2 separate regions of the Rattus norvegicus genome follow, and region 2 is linked to region 1. Evidence: chromatin contacts called from public Hi-C data. All regions are on one chromosome and are shown on one strand. Each heading gives the region's core, a stretch centred on a gene start, on an enhancer-like site or on the middle of the called end of the contact. The rest is flanking DNA. Distances are from core to core; before and after follow the strand shown. Region 1 holds the start of Kics2 (KICSTOR subunit 2). Region 2 holds the start of Srgap1 (SLIT-ROBO Rho GTPase activating protein 1).

Region 1 (4,616 bases), core at 1,502-4,001:
GAGGTCAAAAGACTTTTTTTTTTCTTTTGAGACAAGGTCTCACTTTGTAACACAGACTGACCTAATAACTCCCCATCCTCCTGCTCCGGCCTCAGGAGCATTGGAGATTTCAAGCTCATTGTACCACGACAGTTTAGACTCACTTGAAATGTGCTAAGCCTGTAGGCCTTAAGTGTTCTCACTGCGGAAAGAGTGAGGTGGTGGGAGTCATCAATTCCCTTGCTCCTGGTGGTCATTTCATAATGCAGAGAGAAACATCAAGTTGGATATTCCAAGTACATACAATTTTTGTCAATTATAACTTCAAAAAACCTCTACAGACATCTCCAACCATGTTCCCTTGTCTCACCATGCAACCCCAGCTGGCTTAGAGCTTGCTATGTAGACCAGATTGGCCTCAAACTCACACCTGCCTCTGGCTCCTGAGCGGGCAGACTGAAGGCATGTACCACCATGCCCAAGCAATGCTTCAAAAAGATTTAAAGAGTATGCGTAATTGTTTCATTTTGCTTCACAAAGAATACCACATGAATTCCAAAAAACATGGTAGTGCTTTAAATAACAATTTTTTTTCATTCTCTGGTAATCATATGTACCAATATACAAGCACAAAGACGTTAAATTTTAAATTCTGGAACTCACCTATACTATTACCCGAGCATTTATGTTACAAAGCACTAAAACGTGTCTTTTTTAGAACATTTCCTCAGGAGGGAGATCAGCCCTGGAGCCCTGAGTCATGTTTTCCAGTATGAACTGATACATAGGCTCACCTATGAGACACCTGAGGTTCAAGCAGAACTCGGCACTTTATTTACACAAGGGCTGCTTCACAGAGGCCAAGTCAGAGTCAGTAAAGGACTTCTACATGTTTGTAAACTTGGTGGCCAGTTCTTTTTATACAAAATCCTGGTGCATACAATTCAAACTCAGTGCAGATTTATGTATTTATGTATTTATTTACCACTGGAATTCACAAATATCCTTTAGGAAACCCAATTGACCTTCCTCATTCTCTACATCTGGTTATATATACAATAATATGTACATATATATCAGGGGTGGGTAGAGAAGTTAACGCTACAGCTTTTATCAAATCCCTATGGATGATCTCAAACAACGAAAAAAGTTAAGAATTATGGCATTTGGGTCAATCATCACTTTTCATAGGCAGGAAGCCCAAACCATTCTAAACTACCAGAATATTATCCACTGTCAATATTACAGCTAGAACATAGCCAATTTTCATACACACACACACACACACACACACACACACACATCACAGACATACATGAATATGCATCATATAAATTATAATATATGTACATGCTTTGAATAAAGGCTATGTATACACTCAATCTGATAACTCAAGACAGGCGTTCAGTTTTGAGACCTACCACCTCCCATAAATGCATACCCAGTTCACTACACTGTAGAAAATAGGATTGCAGCACTGTAATAGCAAATGCACATTTGTGCTGCAGTAACACTGTAGAGAGAAAAATATACCAAGAGTGAAACCTCTGACCACTTTTTACCAATAACTAAGTAGCAATTATTTGAGAAGCTACAGACCTTATGATCTCAGAAAGCCCTTACCCTGGAGTGTTTACCAAACGCTCAGTATTCATTAAGCTAACTGCAACAGAAGGTGATCAACTCTATATGTAATGTATGCTCTCTTTTATGCCAGAGACGTGAATCCTTCATTCATGAAAGGCCCTCAAACTTTCAACAACTAAAGGGTCAAGAAGAAAACAAAGTATTGGACTACCCACCCCAATTCTCTGGTAGTCCGCTCTCACTTGCCATTATTATTAAAAGTAACGCTTTGAATGCAATAGCCCTTGACTTTTATGCATTACTTATCAACTAAAAACGGATGGTTCTCGTAGTGATGATCAGTTAAGAGTTTCTGCATCTTATTTTCAGGGTTAAAATTTACATGAGGGCTAGCGGTGTTTACCATCCCCTCCCTTAACTCTTCTCCAGTTAAGGTTTTGCCTTTCCTGCCCCAGGATCCACTCATTCCTTCATTCACTTAACATGCTCTGAAGGACTGAAGAGGGCATCGGACTCCCCTCTGTATAAGAAGCCAGATGAAATTATTTATTAACACACCTAGGTTCCACCGCATGGTTTTGCTCCTCAGGCCGCTGTGAGATCTAACTAGTGAATTGGAACGGGGACATAGAACTTAGTTAACTTGTCAATTATGAAACCAATCCATGCACGGTGCAAAATCGTAAACCCACGGGGTTTGGAGCATGCCCTGCAAAAGGCATCCGCCCATTCCACCTAGGCAGCGATGGCAAAGGCCGGTGGGCGGGGCTTGCGGCAGACTAGGGAAGGAGGGGGACCGGTGGGAGGAGACCTGGGCAGAGTGGAGCCGGCCGCCGAGAGTGACAGGGCACCCAGACCAAGGCAGACCGGGGAGTGCACACCCTCTCCTTCCTCCTCAGGGACAGGGGCGGGGCGGAGGTACCTAGTTTCTGCCCCAGGTAGGTGAGGCTGTGATAGACCTTCTCGGCCGCGGCCAGGTGCGCCAAGGCCGCCAGCAGGGACAGCCAGCTGCCCCCCGCGCTCTTGTTGGCCTCTCGTTCCTTCTCCACATTGTCCTTGGCCTTGTCGTAAGAGAAGATACCCAGGTGAGAGAAGAACGTCTCCAGCACCGCCTGTTCCACCGGCACCGGGGCGGCTAGTGGGATAGACTCCCCCATGCGACCTGCGCGCCAGCTCCACCCACGTGGCTCCGCTCGCACTTCCGGGTTCCGAGGGGACGCGCGTGCGCGGCTGCGTGCGTGCGCGTGCCCGCGGCGGGGCGGGTGAGCTAGCTGGCGGCGGGTAGCTCCAGAGGCTCGCAGAGGGCGTGGCGAAGGCGAAGGGTCTAGAAGGCTCCTGAGCCTAGGATCTCGAGGCCGCGGGAGCCAGAGACCAGCAGCGGATCCCGAAGCTGGTCACCTCCACGCCTCGTGACGTCTCCTACCCTCCAGAGGCCCCTAAGCGGCCATCGCCTTAGCTCAGATGACGTCACGCGGACTTGACGTCAGTTCTTGCGTGGCCATCACAGCCCAAGGCCTTTTCAGCCTTTACACCAACCCACCGAGGTTATTAGATAGAAGCCTGAGAGGAGTTCATGGCTAGTCGCCTAGTTTTCAAACCGACACATGCCATCAGTAAACATACTTGGCCAAGTCAGATCTGTGTGGGGTCGGTCAGCTTCCACAGCTAGAAGATTCTTCAGCTTGCCCATCCATCTCAAACTCCGTGAAGTTTCTTCCTTGCAGCTTCTCAGAGTCAGGAATAAATTCACATCAATCGGTGCTTTTTGTCATGAAGATTCTTCACAAGTTTGACATTTAAGAACACCAAACCACCTCAGCTCACATGTATGCACACTCCTTTAAAGTATTTGACATATAAATATACAAATTAGAGAGCTTCACTGGGATATTTCCACACATGAATGTATCATGCTTTGACCATGTCCATCTCCTGCCCTCTCCCCCTCTTTGATGCAAAAGCAAAAAGTTTATTTTCCGGTGCATCGAAGTTGATCTTCAATTAGTCCCTCAAGGCGAGTGACTAGAAGGCGATGCCCCCTCTCTCACACTCCCCTCTCCAACTTCCTCCCTTCAACTTTCTTCCCAGCCCCTAACAATCCTTCTCACCTATCAAGAGAACATGGTGCAAACCTAGGAAAAATATTTACAAGATATGCCAGATAAAGGGCTAATGTTTTAAGTTTTGGTGGACCAAGATCCTTTTCTAACCAATAAAAACAAGAGGTTATGGATCTGCTGCGATGGCTATGCAGGGAAGGGCACTTGCTGCCAAGCCTGAGGCCCAGAGTCAGATCCTGGAAACCCATGTAAGGAGTACTGAGTCCTGCAAGTTGTCTCCTGACTTCCACATGAGCACACAGGTATACTCACACAAAAACAAATAAGTGTTTGAAAGTCTCAAGAGAAATATAAAACGCAATTTCTATGCCCAATTGAACCATTTGAAGAAATGCAAGCTAAGCTACTATATTCCTTAGGAAGTGAAACTTCTTTTTGCGGAAGGGACTGTGTAGACAGAGTTGGCCTTGAACAGTCTGAGGCCTCTGCCTACTATGTGTCAATGATGCCCAGGCCCAAAATAAGTTTAAAATATTGTTATGTTTTTTCGTAGGGGCATATGTTCACATGAGTGTGGGCAGGTGTGTTAGAGTACACATACCCGTGTGTGCTTTCACATAGAGACCAGATATTATTTCAGGTCTTCCTTAATGTTTCCCTCCCTTAGTCTTTGACACAGGATCTCTCGTTGAACCTAGAGCACACAGACTGTTTAGTTAACTAGCCTATGAGCTTTAGGGATCCACCTGTCTTTGCCCACCCAGAGCCCAGATTTAAACATTTGCCCCAAGTCCAGCTTTTGTGGGGATCTGATTTTAGGTCCTTACACTTGCATAGCAGTTGCTTTATGGACCGAGCCACCTCTCAACCCTGTGTGCACACTCCCCAAACTAGTTTTCAAGGGATGCTAACTATACTGTGCAGGTACATATGCTAAATATACCGTGCAGGTACTCTTACTATGCGCTGCAGATGGGAATATAACCTGGC
Region 2 (4,616 bases), core at 887-3,386, 310 kb before region 1:
ATGCACTAAAGCCAGGGTTTGGTCTGCGGCACCACACAAAACCGGCTGTGGTGGTATCTGCCTATAATCTTAGCATTTAGGGGGTAAACCAGGGACACCGTGAGGTCCAAGTCATCTTCATTGGTATAGCTAATTTGAGGGCAGCTTGGGCTACATGAGATCTTGTCTCAATAAACAAATAAACAAGTTCAAGGCCACCCTGGTCTACTGAGAACTGGTGTTCAAAATAACAGGTCCCCAATCTTATGTTCTATTCTGTTATAGGACACAAATTAAAAAATTAAATTGATGCAATGAGTAATTAAAAAAATGCCAACCCAGTGCATGTATACCACACCTGCATATGTTTAGATTTTTGAAGTATTTTTGGCTTCTATCATGCCTAACATGTGAGTGGATCTCCGAAAAAGTTGTTTGCAATTACCCAGAGAAAATATGCCTTTTCTCCCGTAGAAATATGCATCTTCTCACGTAGATTGGCAACTACTTACTGTTCAACCCTTTAACTCAGGAGCAGGGTGGGGGTGGGGGTGGGGCGTCGCTCAGGGATAGTCCTGCCTGTATGAGGACGTTGGCTAATTCGCCAATTACTGCAAACGCACAGCCAATGGTACTCTACTCCTATGACTTCTTAATCCTCAGACAGCCTTGATAACACAGTCCATTTTTCCTTCCCTCCGTCTCCCCACCCCTGTTCTTGGATGAGACCGTTATTTCTACAGCGTTATCATAATGCCTGTAATTATTTACTTAAGCTGAGATTTATTGTGAGATCCTTCAGGTCAGGTGCCTAACGCTGGTCCCCTCGCGCCTAGCTTGTGTTCAGTCGGCACTAAGAACTAATGTCGCCAACTAAGAGAAGAGTCTAAGCCTCTCTCCGGTCTTTACATCTCTCAGTGTAAACACTCTGGCCATCGGATACCCCTTTGCCAGAATCACTTTGATAAATCAGGACCCCAGCGTTTGGAAATTATTTGAAGGAGCCAGGAAAAGTAAACCCAGCCGAACGAAGTCTAGCAACATCTTAAATGTGACAGACTCCTAGCACACCACTTTGCCCCCTGACATCCTAGAACCTGAGCAGGGACAAGAGAGGCCTGAGAGTGTTTAAGATGTCCTCCCTGCCTCGAAGGTAGAGTTTCATCCTCTTAGATTTTCAACAGGCAGGCCCTTCATAACCCAACGTTCAGTTTTCCTCTTGGAGTACAGTGTCTTGGATTCTATTAGGGTGATATCCAACTCTAGACTTCGACCACGGGGGACACCCATCCTCCCGGGCGAGCTCAGAGCGGGGGAGGGGCCAGGGCCAGGACAAGGAAGAGATCGTCCCAGGAACTCCTTCCCCTTGGGCGACAGAGCCCCGCCTTGCCTAAATCCTCAGGACCCGCAGCACAGGTTCTCCTTGCAGGCAAGGTCTGGGCTCGCAGTGGGCGGGGGCGCGGCTCCGGGTGCGCGTGTAGCCGCGGCCGCCAGGGGGCAGCAGCGGCCAGTGGGCGGCGGAGAAAGAGCCGAGGCGCCGGCGACCGAGGCAGCGGAGGACCCTCGCGGCGCCGGCTCCAGATCCAGATCCGCCAACTCCGCCGGGCTGACCGGGGCGCGTCCGAGCCTCGCCGCCGCCGCCGCCCTTCGGGTCCCGCCGATCGCACCCGCGTGAGAACCGCCATCCCTTCGGCCTGCCGGGCGGCGGCAGCGGCGGCAGCATCCCAGCCCCGGGCGCCGGCAGGAAGGGAGGCGGCGGCGGCCGGCGGGGCGCGACCCCCGCGCGGGTCTCAACAATGGTGCGCGGCGATCGCGCGATCCCCGCGTCCGCCCGGCGGCCGTAGAGGAAGCGGCCGGGAGACGCCCCCCGCCCCCCACTCGCCCGACTTTGCACGGCCGGCCTCGCGGGCTGGGGCTCCCGCTCGCCAGCGCCCAGGGCGGCTCAGCCCAGAGCATGGTGCCGGCGCCCGGCTCGCTCTAATCGCTCCTCTCCCTCCTCCTCCTCTCGCTCCTCCCGTCCCTCCTGTCCCTCCCGCGGGTGCTGCCTCTGGCTTCTCTGCGAGAGGGAGTACAACTCTCTGCTCCTCCACGGAGACTGGACGGTGACCACCCGACAAGAACTTGCCCATTGAAAGCAAGCCCGGAACAGCCGGAGAATGTCCACCCCGAGCAGATTCAAGAAGGACAAAGAGATCATAGCCGAGTATGAAAGTCAAGTCAAAGGTAAGGGTGGGAGCGGCCGCCTCGCTCCTTTTGTGTGCTTGCTTGTCATTGTGCTCCTGGAGTTCCGTGTGTAACTTGGTGTCTGCGTGGGCGGATGGTGGGTAGGGGACAGTTCTGCTCCTGGCTAATCCCCCAGGGCCTCCTCTAAGCCAGTCCTAACCTGATCGGACCCACCGGTACAGGCTACCAGGTGGCTTCCCCAGGCTGGAGCTCCTGTCTCCCAACAGGCTGGAACTTAATCACCTTCAGCTGGCGATTTACTGGGGACGGAAGGCAGCGCCCAGAGTTCCTGCCCAGTTGTCATATCATCACCATCCTTTTTATGGGAAATCATTGTCACAGCATCCCCCTCACCCCCCACCCCCACCCCACGGAGTCATTTTGTAAAGTGTGAATACTCAGTGGTCGAGCGTTTCATTGAGTGAAGGCTGTTTCAGACATGCACGCTTTCCCCCGGGTTAATTTAGTAGGGCGAGTCTTGCTTTTGTAAAAGAGCTCTCTCCAAGCCCTGGCAGTTAAACCTCCAGCGACTACTGGAATCTGACTCCTCCTTGATAGATGGAATCCGGTGCCATCCTTCACACTCACGGGAGGATATTGCTTTATCATTTGCTGGGGAGCACTTGCATATGAAATGAAGGCTTGAATATATGAGTAAGTAGTTTCAGTCCCTTCACATAGTCAACTAATGGAGGCGACCTCATTAAGGTTGATTAAGCCTTTTTTTTTTTAACTTTTTGTGTTTCGTACTTTAAAAATATTGTTTTTTCCCTCCAATTCAAGTGTTTTGTTTTGCACGGGAGTGTTTGATAAACATCTATGAGTGCTGCCCCGCCCCCACCCCCCTGTGTGGTCTCCGCATTTCCTGATGAAGACAATGGATGGGTGTGAGGATCTCTGGCGTTCAGTGGTGCATTTAATGCAAAGTTCACGTAGATTGCTGTATGGACACCTGCACTTACAGAGAGTTTTGTGACAGGGCTGCTGAGCTGACATGAACAGTGAGTGCTTGCCTTAGGGAAGCCTGGAGCCTCGGTGGGTGTCCTTTTGTATGGTGAAGTTGTGAAAATCCCTGGAGTCCTGTAGAGGACCTGGGGCTGGGGAATTCTGGGTCACCTGAGCAGGAGGGTGACTCAAGACCAAGTCCCAGCAAACTCCACTGGAGTTCAGGCTGACCTTTATAGGGGAGTTAGGCTGAGCATTTGTTGAATCTCAGTTTCTTTCTGCCTGTCATGTTCATACTTCTAGGAACTCCCAACGTGGATGTCAGAGTTATATTAGCAGAGAAGTTATTATATCCTTAGGTCAGGTAAACTTTCTAATGAGGATAACATGTTTTTCTCCAATGTATGGCCCCAAACCGTTCACAGGCAAGGACTCCTGATAACAACCACCATATCCCTGTGCACGTTGTCCACATAGAAGTGACAATCTGGCTGTCTTACTGCTTGGAGCACCTCCTGGCATTCATTTTCAAAAAGGTCTCCTGATATAGGTGTCTCACTGTAAGCCATTTGCCTGTAATTGGGTCCTTATTTGAAAAAGGACAGGACTCGCAGGGACGAAAGGTTTGAATATTACCTTAATTTCCTTAGGGTGTAAGTTCTGTAATATGAGTATACGCCATCTTTATTCATTAAAGATGAAACGAATGGGGTTTGTTAGAACATATCTATCAAATCCAAAATTAAGGAAGAATTGTGCACCTGGTGTAAGCTATTTCTGAAACAATTCAGTCCACAAAAAGTGGACTTAGTCCTTTCCACTGCCCACACCCAGTTCTTAAGTTTAGGACTTCAGTAAACCTGCCTTTCCCTGCTTGACCTTACCCTGTGGCCAGACTTTAAAACACATGGGCATGCGCGCGTGTACACACACACACACACACACACACACACACACACACACACACACATGGTAGGGGGGTGTCGGGGACTAGGATTTCTCTATTCATATGTAAACATGGTAATTGGCCATTTTAATTCAGTGAGGTCAAACCCAATCAAGATACACCCAGGAGTTCACTTGGGCCCGGGCACAACCTAGAGAGAGAGAAAGTACAGCTCAGGGTGTGCAAAGCCAGCTGTTCTGTGCAGTGAAGCTGACCTAAGACCAGCTCTGGGTTCCCAACGGGATCACTACCTTGCTCCCTCCTGGATGGCTGTGTAGTAGTAGCCTTGCTCGGGCCAGGCCAGCATTTAGATGTATAGTTTTGGAATAACCTACTCTTTTGATTCCAGCTAAGCTACTTCATCTGATACTGAACAAAAGAAGCCCACCTTTCCTGTGGCTGGAGGGAAAGCCTGGCTTTGTTGGATGCATTATGTGTGCTCCCAATGAAGGAATAAAGCCACATGTGAATTCTAGGTGGCTGGGGCCACGGAATGGGTGATTCTGAATCATTCCTATAAGAG

Evidence for each region. Hi-C and Micro-C count contacts between places; a contact is called where the count stands out from the background.
Region 2: a Hi-C map of Schwann cells shows a contact between it and region 1, with 4 times the contacts expected there. The contact joins the promoter of Srgap1 here to the promoter of Kics2 in region 1. A contact is called at or near these places in 5 of 12 Hi-C or Micro-C datasets (the A7r5 cell line, Schwann cells, frontal cortex and 2 more).

Annotation. Positions count from the first base shown.
Region 1 is chr7:59,167,838-59,172,453 of GRCr8, reverse strand. Kics2 (KICSTOR subunit 2) reads right to left here and starts at 2,751. Exons shown (of 3, transcript NM_001109287.2): 1 at 2,489-2,751. The coding sequence starts at 2,723.
Region 2 is chr7:59,477,045-59,481,660 of GRCr8, reverse strand. Srgap1 (SLIT-ROBO Rho GTPase activating protein 1) reads left to right here and starts at 2,136. Exons shown (of 22, transcript NM_001191784.2): 1 at 2,136-2,202. The coding sequence starts at 2,136.